4 separate regions of the Mus musculus genome follow, and all the other regions are linked to region 1. The links are chromatin contacts, called in public Hi-C and promoter capture Hi-C maps. All regions are on one chromosome and are shown on one strand. The core of a region is the stretch at or near the end of the contact, and the rest is flanking DNA. Distances in the headings are between cores, read along the strand shown. Region 1 holds the start of Cep162 (centrosomal protein 162). Region 2 holds the start of Snhg5 (small nucleolar RNA host gene 5). Region 3 overlaps Snx14 (sorting nexin 14). Region 4 holds the start of Syncrip (synaptotagmin binding, cytoplasmic RNA interacting protein).

Region 1 (2,700 bases), core at 165-2,664:
GGGAGACGAGGCCTAACTTTCTGTTTCCCAGAAATGAGACCCTAAGTCCAGGAACCTGTGGTCAGCAAACCAAGCCACAGGCAGCCAATCTGTGGACACCTTGTCATCTGGCCTGAAGTAAGAATAGGTATCTAGAATGGATAAGAGATCCCTCCCCACCCCAAACCTGGGAAGTCTCCAGAGCCCTAACCAATTGTAGAATCAGTCAAACTTCTAGAGATAGAGCTAACCAATCAAGGCAAAATGGCACAAATTCCTCCCTGGAATTCCCCTAACTGACAAATATAAAAGCTAGGCCTGCAAGCCCACTCACTACATGTGTCCATTCCTGAATGAGGAGACCCCTCCTTGCAGGAAATTCTGCTGAATAAACATTCTTTGCTTTTGCATACTACTTAGTTTAGGGTATCATTCTCCCAAGATCTTGGACCCTAACAAGTTGATGGTAAAAAATAACTATGGTGAGTGAGACTGAAATGAGACCTCAAGTGGAAAAAAATCCCCCAACTTTCTCAGCTTGTGTACATGACTAGCCACCATAGCTCTTCTTGCCGCACTCCTTTAACAGTTGTCTGGGCTACTTGTCTGCTTCACGGAACCCACGTCTATAGGGCATGGAATGTGCTCAATTCAGTATGTACTAAAAGAAAAGCCATAAGCTGAATTAAGTTGACTTGTAAATTGTAAAATTTAAATAATGTACATAATGCTCTCACCAAGCTTAAAATGGTAGCTTAAAACAGGTCTCTATTATTGCATTTTAATCGGATAGTTTCTGGCTTGTACACACTCAGATGTCAATATGCATTGTTGAGTGAAAAGTTCAGGCCAGAAAGGAGGTACAGAACTATGTATACCAGAGGCAAAGACCTTTACTGTTTGAAGATTTTACTTTCATTCCAAAATGTTGTCTTCTGATTTGGTGTGCCTGTGTATACGTATCCAGAGAGCGAAAGAAAGAGGAGAGAGAGAGCGGGTAAAAAAGTAAAATAAAATAAAAACTCAAGCAAACCACTGCAGAAGAGAGCTTTGAAAAGCAGGATACCAGAAAAACCAGAGCTGCTGAACTAGTGCAAGGCTCTCACTGAGAATCTTGGTATTGTGTATTTTCAAATGCTTGTCCACTGGGTGGCGGACATCTCTTCTAACACCGGAATTATTTCTAATGCATTTGTACTTTTCTCATAACACCCACACAAGGCTTATTACTTGAAGGAAATCAACCCTCTTACACCGTTTTTAAAACTTTCAACCTGGACAGTAGCCTTCAAATGAAAAGGGTGGGAAAGGCTGGAAAGAAGAGCAGCTCGCTGCGGAAGGACGAGCACAAAGGGACTAAACTACAACTCCCAGAAAGCCACGCGCTGGCTCTAGATGGTGCGCTTGCGCCTGGGTCTTCCCGGCCGGCTAGCTGAGCTCGGGATTTCCGGGAGTAAGAGAAAGCGGGATGTGCACACTGCTGCCGCGCCCACGTCCCTTACGGCCGCCACATCCTGCAGAGCCGTGAAGGTTCCAATCTTTATTTGAGAGTCACCAGAAGACTGACAGCTTGTCTGGCTGCTCCCTGGGTCACGTGGCAGGCAGGATCACGTGACACCCGGGAGCCCGCCTGTAGGGGTCTGTTGCCCTGACAACAGCCCGCTCGCCGGGACTTTCCGGGAGAGCGCGGGCTCCCAGGAGCAGGTAGGTGAGGCGTTGTGGCTGTCTGCGACCCTGTTGTTGTTTCCAGGTTGTACCTCAGGCAGGGTCTCCGAACTTTGTTTTGCGCATTACTCCGCTCCTCTGTCGGGACTCCAAGTCTTTGCTTCGAGCTAGCCCCCAAATCTGCGCTTCCTGCAGCCTGGACTGAGCTGAGGGCCCTTTCGTGGGGTTTGCCTCTGACTAACCTGTTTGTCCAACTCCTCATCCTGACCCTAAGACCTCTTAGTCGAAAATGCAAATAAAAGCACTAAGTATTCCACTGAAAGATGGTGGGCAAACCTGCTGCCGTCCCTTAGAAAAGAAAACTAGCGTTTGTTCGTGTTGCCCTAAAGAGTTAAATCCAAAGGTTTAGGACAGATCTGAAGATGGCCTCTCCTAGCTGAAGTCCAGCTTTGAGACAACTTGACTAGATCCCATTAAAGGTGCTCGCGGCATTGTTTCTTTTAGCCTGCCTTTGCTTCAAGAGAAACATAAATAGTAGTTAATGTGTGTCATTAACTTCCAAGGGTATTCTGTGCTCGTTGGGGATGTTTTAAGACAGGATTGCACTATATAGCTCAGACTAACCTGAAATTCAGGCTTGTAACTCAGGCTAACCTCCCAACTAAAGAGCTGTCTGTCTCCTAAGTGTAGAAATCTCTGGGATGCACCACTAAATTCTTTATTATATTCTGAGTCTTATAAATTCACTTAGTTTATGTCTGGAAAAAAATCCTGATTATAGAAAGTCTATTTTGCAAAACCCTTAATTTGAAAATACGTGAATCCGGAAGCACAACCTGTATACTGTGCTTTACAAGAAAAAATATTAGTCTTTCCACTCCTGCTCTTTTAATTTTTTTTTTTTTAATATTCTCTGTGAGGACCTGGATTCTGAGAGGTATTAGCAGAGACAAATACATATACAGTGGAAAAGATCCTGGAGCCCACCTCTTAGCGACTGGATGAAATGTAATGATCAACCTTGAGAAGACATACTTCATAAGCTACTTTCCCAAG
Region 2 (2,700 bases), core at 81-2,580, 1.3 Mb before region 1:
GAGGCCCTATCTCAAAAGGGAATAAATGGTGCTTGCGAGGATAACACCTAAGGCTGCCCTTCAGCCTCTGCATGCATGTGTGTACCTGGGCACATAGATTTAAAAAGAACCAAATTAAGACCACAGGCTTGAAATGTAGCCCAGAGGCACAGTCCTTAACCAGATGCTGTGACAAGCTTTTACCATGTGATTCTATTCCCTACCTTCTTTCTATGGCAAACCTTATGTGATGTTCTTACCCAAACGGCTTTTATTCACTTATTACCATTACTATCACATGTGTGCATGATGTGTGTGAGGGCATGCATGCCACAGTCTATAAGTATGGTGATCAGAGGATAACTGTTAATGTAAACTGACAGCAAATGCACACATAATTAGTAAAAAATGCTACAAAATAAAGACCCGAGCTTCCAAGTGCTAAAATATCCAAATGTGTGTATCCATACATTTAAATTACTTTGAATTATATATTTGACCTTTGAAGTCTTAAGTTTTTTTCTGCAGATAATTTAGAAGGGAGAAACTTAAAAAATAGCAAAGGATAGCTATGTGACCTTAGGCCAACTGGCGGCTTTTGACTTGCTTTCTCCTCTGTGAAACGGAATGTTTAACTTCTCAGCATTCTGACAGTATAACTGTCACTAGTGTCTGTTTCCCGGAGTGGGAGACTTGGGGGGGCGGGGGAATCTGGTGTTGGACCTGGTTGAGCGCCCAAGCAGGCGTTGGATAAGCCTGCACTGGACAGCATGGCTGTCTGCAGACCAGCGGCACCCCCAGAATGCAGGAAGGATAAACGGAGAGCTTTTCGGTTTTCACCCGCGTAATTCTGTCCTCCCAGGTCCCTTCGGCTGCCCCGCTGAATACACAAGCGCAGCGCTGGCCACCGTAGCAACCAAGCTTCTCCACCAGCGGCGCTCAAAGCTGCCTGCGCGGCGAAGTCAAGGCCACTCCCTGCCGCCGACCGTCCGTGTCGACTAGGCTCGAAGCAGGCGGTGACCTCGCCTCCAACTGCGGCAGTTCGTTTGAATTCTGGCGCCACTCCCACGCCACGTCGAGCTGAGCCACCCCGCCAGACTCGGAAGAGACCGGTGGCGGCGAGCCAGCGGGAGCGCGCGCAGCAACGGAGATGCACGCGGCGGCGGGCGGGCGGCGCGCACCACGCCCCGGAATGGCCTGTAAAAAAAAAAAGAGGTCCAAGGCGCGCGCTCCCACGCGTTGCTTCATGAAAAGCCACGCCCCCACGTACTCTCGCGTCCAATCAGTGACAGAGGGAGGGGCAGCCTCGATCTCGCACAAAGGAGACTATAAAAGGAGCTGCGGTGAACCGGGCTCGTTCTTTTACGACGGAGCCTAAGATATTCTTTGTCTTGTCGGTGAGTGAGTTACAGTCGGATGACCAAGTGAAATATAGGGGTGCAACGAGGATTTGGAGGCTTCTGAGACTTGAACTTAGGGTACTGGTGTAAACTTCCTCGGAGAAGTGCGCAGCAGCTAATGATATTTCGGGATTGGAGTCTGGGCCCCAGTGAGATTCGTACTAAGCGGCCTGACTGAAGGCCGCATGCGTTCTAGTTCCTGAGTCCCCGCGTGGGTAGGTTTTTACAGCAGGGTTTGCAGCCTTTTGTGCTGTTCCGAAGGTACTAGAGTCACCGAAAGAGACATCCTATTATATGCACGTTCACAAGGACAATGGCGCCATTGTTCTTCGCGTCTTCAAAGCAGCTACAAGAAGAAACCAAGGTAAAGGCGATGCAGCTTCTATATTTTAAGAATATTGTTATAGTGCAATAGGAAGTGATGTGTGATGCTTAAATTTTGTTTTTTGATTTTTCATTATATTAGATGGAGGGGAGCCCAAAGCATCTGAGAGAATTGATAAATGAAAGAAACATGCTTAAAACATGACCGTTTTAAAGGGTGTGTATTGAAGCCTAGATTTTTTCCCTTGTAAGCATGCAAACATACCGTTGTGAAGTAAGAATCCGGGTTCCTGGAAATGTATTGTGAAGTAGTCCTGGCCAAACTACTCTGGCCTTTGCAATTTGGAGTGACTGTTGTGAATGCATGGTGTACAAATTGATTGTACAAACAGTTGTGAGACATACCGGGTCAGAACAGTGATGAAATACATCCCGAAGATGATGACCTGAAGATAAATGCAGCTTCTGAGAGAAGACCATTGTGTTTAAGTGGTAGTCTTGTTAATGCAGTTCTTACTCATAGCATGTCATGGTACCTCTTTCTGTAGTGAATGCTGACCAGTGAGATGCCAGCCTGCGTGTGAAGATCCTACAGCAGAAGTGCATGTGAGTGGTGCTCTGTTTTGTTTTCTGCTGAGCTTACTGTCGTTGGTCTAGTCTATGATGATCCTATCCCGAACCTGAATTCCTGTTGAAAAACCATAATTACGGATCTGGCTTCTGAGATGGACCATTGCAAAGGACTATTGTGTTCTTCTTTAATGTTGGCAATGACGTAATGCCTGTGTTTTTGTTTTTATATTTTAGGGCCAGTGACACAAGAACTTGCGAGAGATGCCAGTCCGCCTGTGAAGATCCTGCAGCAGGAGTGCATGTGAGTGGTGCTCTGTTTTGTTTTCTGCTGAGCTTACTGTCGTTGGTCTAGTCTATGATGATCCTATCCCGAACCTGAATTCCTGTTGAAAAACCATACTTACGGATCTGGCTTCTGAGATGG
Region 3 (2,700 bases), core at 47-2,546, 1.1 Mb before region 1:
CCTACCTACCTACCTACCTACCTATCTACCTATCTACCTACTTATCTACCTACCTACCTACCTACCTACCTACCTACCTACCTACCTACATGGTTTCATAGTACAGCCTGTAGCTGACCTGGAACTTGCTGTGTAGATCAGGCTGGCCTTGAACTAAGATCCAATTTTTTCTGCCTCTCCAGTGCTGGGGTTAAAGGCGTGCGCTACCATGTCCATCCCCATAGTTTCATTTCCGTGGGGTCTTTAGTTAGTTAAGTGCTTGACAATGAGGAACTTGTGCGGGTCACTGATTACAGAATTATTATTATTAATTATTATTATTAATTATTATTACTTCTGTCTCCAGGTCCCTGACATTACTCATAAGAGAGATTCTGTCTGGTTCTGTGCTTCTTCCTTCTTTGGATTTCCTAGCTGATCCAGTAAGATTACATTTTTTCTTTTCTTTTTCTTTCTTTCTTTCTTTTTTATAAAATACTCTTGAATTACTGTTTAGCCATTTTGTGTGTATAGTACATTGTTTTGAAACATGTGCTTATTTGAGTGACCATCATCATCACCTTCCAAAGTGTTGGTCTTAACAAAACGAAAATCCTGTAAATTCTACACCCATAAACAGTAATTCCTTGGCAGAGGAATGTTTTAGTAGTCCTTTCCTTGCCAAGTCTCAGTAGTAATCCATTCTATGTGTGTGTCACATTTTGCTTATTTATTTGTTCTTGGATGGACACTTTCAACAGTTCTGACTGGTTTGATTGTAGTTCTTTAGGAGTCCCTCTGTAACACACAGATACAGATATTTAGCCAGTCACTGTGCTGTTTATTTTTCTAGCAAACTTGATAATGTGAAAGTTCTGAGAATTTTTGGCAGAACATGACAGTGGGTTATTCTGACCTGTGCTTCTTACGTCCCATTAGGATACTGTCAATCATTTGCTTATCATCTTCATAGACGACAGCCCTGTGAGTATTGAGCGTACTGCGTGCGACACTTGGAACTGCTTTGTTTGAACTGTATGTACCAACTCTAGTGCGAATTTTACTGAATTGATAATTCTGTTTCTTCCAAGCCTGAAAAAGCAACTGAACCAGCTTCCCCTTTGGTTCCATTCCTGCAGAAATTTGCAGAACCTAGAAATAAAAAGCCATCCGTGAGTGTTTTCAGCATTAATGTTTTGGAGATAACAGTTTTAAAATACATTCATGTATCTTTCACTTACTCTTCCTCTCATGTTGCGACAAGGTGCTGAAGTTAGAGCTGAAACAAATCAGAGAACAGCAGGACCTTTTGTTCCGCTTTATGAACTTCCTGAAACAAGAAGGGGCCGTGCACGTCCTGCAGTTCTGTCTGACAGTCGGTGAGGCTTCCTCTGCGTGTCACCAGTGACGTCACCATGCTTGCTAGTGCTGTGGCTGTTTAGAGCAGATCTGCTGTCCAGACGACATTTCATGCTAGATATCTCGGGTGACTGAGCTTCTCCAGCTGTCTAGTCCTTTCTAGGTGGGGCATGACCGTAACATTGCCTGCAGTCAGATTCTAGTAGCAGAAAAGAATCTCTAAAAATCCAGTGTGGTGGTGCTGTGTGAAAGATCTCACAGTCCAAATCAGCACCGCTCGGCCAGCATTCTGTTAGGAGTGCCAAGCTGGAATATCACGGCGCGTTGGATCTGTGAGAAACTTTCCGAGCTGGATTGTCATTATTACTTAGTGAGCAATCAGATTTTACAATCTTGACAGATCTTTGGTATGAGAAACTAATCTAATATGTTCTTTATAGAAAATATTACAAATATGCTTACTAGTCTGTTGTAGCAAATTTGTATTGCTAGCCATGTTTATATATTTTATATTAACATAAAAATCTTGTTGAATTTGGGTTTTTGTTTGTTTTTTTTTGTATCTGTTGTTTTTGTTGTTTTTTGTTTGTTTTTTTGTTTTTTTTCAAGACAGAGTTTCTCTGTGTAGTCCCGGCTGTCCTGGAACTCACTCTGTAGACCAGGCTGGCCTCGAACTCAGAAATCCGCCTGCCTCTGCCTCCCGAGTGCTGGGATTAAAGGCTTGCGCCACCCCTACCTGGCTGAATTTGTTTTTAATTTGAGTATTCTACTCTCAAGTCCTTTTCTAAAAGTTTAAAATAATAATTTGATTATATTTTCTGCTTCTAGTTAGAATAAGAGCGTGAAGTTTTCATGAAAGCATTTATATTAACTTTTTTTCTTAATCTCTCTCTAATTTGTTAGAGGAATTTAATGATAGAATTTTGCGTCCAGAGTTATCAAATGATGAAATGCTATCTCTCCATGAAGAATTGCAGAAGATTTATAAGACCTACTGCTTGGATGAAAGCATTGACAAAATTCGCTTTGATCCCTTCATTGTCGAAGAGATTCAAAGAAGTAAGTCAGAGCGGATAGTGCATGGGTGGTCGGCATTGTTCCCGTCTGCTGCGTTTTCTTCGTGTCTCTTATTCTACTTTAAAAAAAGATTAATTTATACAGTTGTTTGTTTGAGGGAGGAGCCTCTCACTATGTGTCCCTGGGTAGCTTGGAGTTCACTTTATAGACCAGGTTGATCTCAAACTCAGAGACTTGTCCATCTCTGCTTCCCCAGTGCTGGGATTAAAAGCATGAGTCACCACTCCTGGCACTTTTTATTGCTTGAATAATTATTTTCAAGTGCGTGCGTGCGTGCGTGTGTGT
Region 4 (2,700 bases), core at 142-2,641, 1.2 Mb before region 1:
ATGTTTGGTAGTATGGGATGTAGGCGGTGGATAGGCAAAGCCTTATTAAGCAGGTTTTGGATAGCAGTACTTCAGAAATATTTCCTACTTGATCCACCTGTCAACAGAAAAAAAGCTCAATTTTATGTGTCTAGGCACTTTGAAGAGTGTTTATCTAAGTTTCCTTGGACTACTTACTGGCTTATCATAGCATAAAGCTCATTTGGAAGAACAAGTAGCTTTCTAATTGTAGTTTTTTGTTTTTTTTTTCAAAGAGGATAATGCCATTTTTCATTACAGTCGCTCTGGATAAAATTAGTATCCATATCGCCTGAGATACAAACGCCTTTGTCTTGTCTTTCTTGTCCATAGTAAATGGTTACAAAGGAAATGTCACTTCACATAACATTTAATTGCCAAGATGCTTGAAAAGAAACACATTTCCCTCACAGTAGTCCTAATCACGCAGCTTTGTGCTGCTTCAAGTTGTTCAAAGTGTGCCAGGAGGAGCACTTAACTGCTTAAAAGGCCAGGGACAGAAACGGAATATTGCACAATCCAACACCACCGGGTCGGTTAAGCTTCCAAATCTGGCCTCCCTGTCATCCCCGAGCCGGAGGCACAGGGATTTCCTCGCAAACCCGCGGCGCCCCTCCCTCCGCCCAGGGTATTCGTGGAAGCGGAGGACGGCGCGCGCCGGGCCGCGGGATACCCCATTGTCTAGCAGCGGAAGCCGGGGCTCCCCGGGGTGACTCCCGAACTCCAGCCCCGCCACCGGGTGGCCCCGAGCTCCGCCGTTCCCCGTGCAGCTCCCCTCCCCCGCAGCCCCATTGTCTGCCTCGCCTCGCCCCGCCCCGGGGGACACGTGCGCCTGCAGCTTCTCCAGCGCCCAGGGCGCGGGGCGGCCGCGGCGGCGACAGCCCCAGCCCCGGCAGAGCGGGCAGCCAACGTCGGGCACCCTCGGAGCCCAGGCCGGCGGTGGGGCGGTGGGGGGCGGGGAGGGCGGGGTGGGGATATGCTTGTCTCCTGACAAAGAACGAGTGGGACACGCCGAGCCGGCGGCCCCGCCCGCGGAGCGAGAGGGAGTGTCCGCACAGAGGGCGGGTCTCTCATTCACTCGGCCCCTCGCTGTCGCCGCGGCGGAAGGGCGGGGTCTCTCCCCCCCCCCCGACCGGGAGTTAGGGGCGGGGCGAGAGGCGGGGCTCGCGGGCGCGCGTCCCGCGGCGTCGTCTGCGTCGTCACGTCAGCGCGGGAGAGAGAAAGAGCGACTCGGCAGGGACTGGGGACGGGGCCGAGAGAGAGCTAGCGAGGGAGGGCGTGAAGCCAGAGAGAGCCAGAGAGGAAGAAGGGCGGCCACTCGTGTGTGAGCGGCCGCGGACGGGAGTGGGGAAGCTGGGGGAGGAGGTGCAGGGAAGGAAGGACGAAGGCTGAGAGGACAGGGCGGCTAGCGGCCGGCGGAGGTGGCGAGGGGAGAAGGAGGAGCTGTCGGAGGGCAGGGGCTGAGCTGAGGGAGTGAGGGAGAGAAGCGGACGCGCCAGGGAGGGGAGGGAAGGGGGGTCACGCGGGGGCGCGCGCGCACCGGGAGCGCGCTCGGAGGCGAGTGGAACTGGATCGGGTTTGCTGCCAGCGGCGTGAGCTTCGGCCGCCATTTTACAACAGCTCCACTCGCGCCGGACACAGGGAGCAGCGAGCACGCGTTCCCCGCCAGCCGACCCGGTCGGACAGGATTCCTCGGCCCCAGCCCCGCGGGGAGGTAACGACCGCGGGCCCCCGGGTCCGGGAGGGGAGCTCCGTGACATTGTGGAGGGTGCTTGGGGGAGGGCGGCGCGGGGAGAAACCGGCTTTTCTGGAAAATGGATTCCAAGGGGGAGAGAAGAGCACGTTGGCCGGGGCTGCCGGAGAGTAGGCCGCGGCCGCGCCGCCACTTCCTCCTCTCCCCATGTGCAGCCGCGGCTGGGCTTTGTCTGCGGCGCTCCGGGAGGAGGCGCCTCGACAGCCCGATGGCCCGCGCGGAGCGCGAGCGGCGGACTTGGTGCTGTCGTGGCCGGCGGCGCGGGAGTGGGCGGAGAGGCGCGGGGTGCTGTCCCGCGACCGGCCGGCGGGCTTGGGCGGTGCTCGGCTCCCGCGGGCGTGTGCTTGGCGGCGGAACGCCCTCCCCGCGCGGGCTGTCGGCCTCGGCGCCGCAGCCACTGCACCGAGGGGTGCGGGAGGCTGGGGGTCGCGGGCGCCCGGGAGCGCCCGGGGCGGAGAGCCATGTGTCACGGCGGAGACGGCAGCGCTGGGGGGCGGGGAAAGCCCGTGGCCTGGCGCCGCGGCGGCCTCAGTGTTGAGGGGCGAGATGGTGCGGTTGCACGGTTCAGGGGGCTCGCACCGCGACTGCGGGTTGATGTTGGGAGGCGGTGATGACCGTCTTGGCCCGGTACTCGGTGGGTTTCCGTTGAAGGAAGTTGTAGGACATTTGAAGGCGCAGAGCACGTGTTTCTAATGGGTTCCTGGCGGCCGCAGTGGCGAGGCTGCCGCTCCGGGTGCGGAGTCGGGGGCGGGCTTTGGGGTGTGGGGGTGAAGGGTGGAGGAATTGGGTGGTGGGAAGGTGGCTTGTGTGAGCGCTTTGTTCTTCGCTGGCTGTTGTTACTGATCTATAAGCGGCAGGCGGGAAAAGCGCACTTTCTGGTTTACCTTGGAGAGAGACAAGCCCAGCGTTGCTTGCTTCACACACCTTAT

Evidence for each region. Promoter capture Hi-C pulls out the DNA fragments that hold promoters and counts their contacts. A called contact is a pair of places that touch in the nucleus more often than the background predicts.
Region 2: a promoter capture Hi-C map of pre-B cells shows a contact between it and region 1, with 8 times the contacts expected there. The contact joins the promoter of Snhg5 here to the promoter of Cep162 in region 1. A contact is called at or near these places in 7 of 39 promoter capture datasets (the 3T3-L1 cell line, the C10 cell line, cranial neural crest and 4 more), 2 of 484 Hi-C or Micro-C datasets (CD4 T cells and embryonic stem cells), 6 of 115 datasets of contacts at active chromatin or transcription factors (the 230-238 cell line, acute myeloid leukemia, astrocytes and 3 more) and 1 of 9 other capture datasets (adipose tissue).
Region 3: a contact with region 1 is called in a Hi-C map of B cells, with 5 read pairs. The contact joins the enhancer-like site here to the promoter of Cep162 in region 1. A contact is called at or near these places in 6 of 39 promoter capture datasets (the 3T3-L1 cell line, embryonic stem cells, hippocampal neurons and 2 more) and 1 of 484 Hi-C or Micro-C datasets (B cells).
Region 4: a promoter capture Hi-C map of pre-B cells shows a contact between it and region 1. The contact joins the promoter of Syncrip here to the promoter of Cep162 in region 1. A contact is called at or near these places in 6 of 39 promoter capture datasets (the 3T3-L1 cell line, cranial neural crest, erythroid cells and 3 more), 5 of 115 datasets of contacts at active chromatin or transcription factors (astrocytes, embryonic stem cells, extraembryonic endoderm stem cells and 2 more) and 2 of 9 other capture datasets (adipose tissue and liver).

The regions. Positions count from the first base shown.
Region 1 is chr9:87,254,246-87,256,945 of GRCm38.p6, reverse strand. Cep162 (centrosomal protein 162) reads left to right here and starts at 1,414. Exons shown (of 27, transcript NM_199316.2): 1 at 1,414-1,683.
Region 2 is chr9:88,521,527-88,524,226 of GRCm38.p6, reverse strand. Snhg5 (small nucleolar RNA host gene 5) reads left to right here and starts at 1,330. Exons shown (of 5, transcript NR_040721.1): 1 at 1,330-1,743; 2 at 1,846-1,920; 3 at 2,252-2,309; 4 at 2,511-2,577. It overlaps LOC115487267 (a small nucleolar RNA gene), which reads left to right and starts at 2,359; the gene lies at 2,359-2,430. LOC115487269 (a small nucleolar RNA gene) reads left to right here and starts at 2,627; the gene lies at 2,627-2,698.
Region 3 is chr9:88,402,962-88,405,661 of GRCm38.p6, reverse strand. Snx14 (sorting nexin 14) reads left to right here. Exons shown (of 29, transcript NM_001359958.2): 9 at 347-422; 10 at 919-963; 11 at 1,071-1,151; 12 at 1,244-1,358; 13 at 2,242-2,397. Among named protein-coding and RNA genes, the nearest start is that of Snx14, 35 kb to the left of the region's middle. Within about 2 kb of position 1,296, at least 83 of the 459 cell types and tissues checked have an H3K27ac peak or open chromatin away from gene starts, as enhancers often do. A contact at or near this core is called in B cells, where this site is marked.
Region 4 is chr9:88,481,088-88,483,787 of GRCm38.p6, reverse strand. It overlaps Syncrip (synaptotagmin binding, cytoplasmic RNA interacting protein), which reads left to right and starts at 1,391. Exons shown (of 11, transcript NM_019666.2): 1 at 1,391-1,732.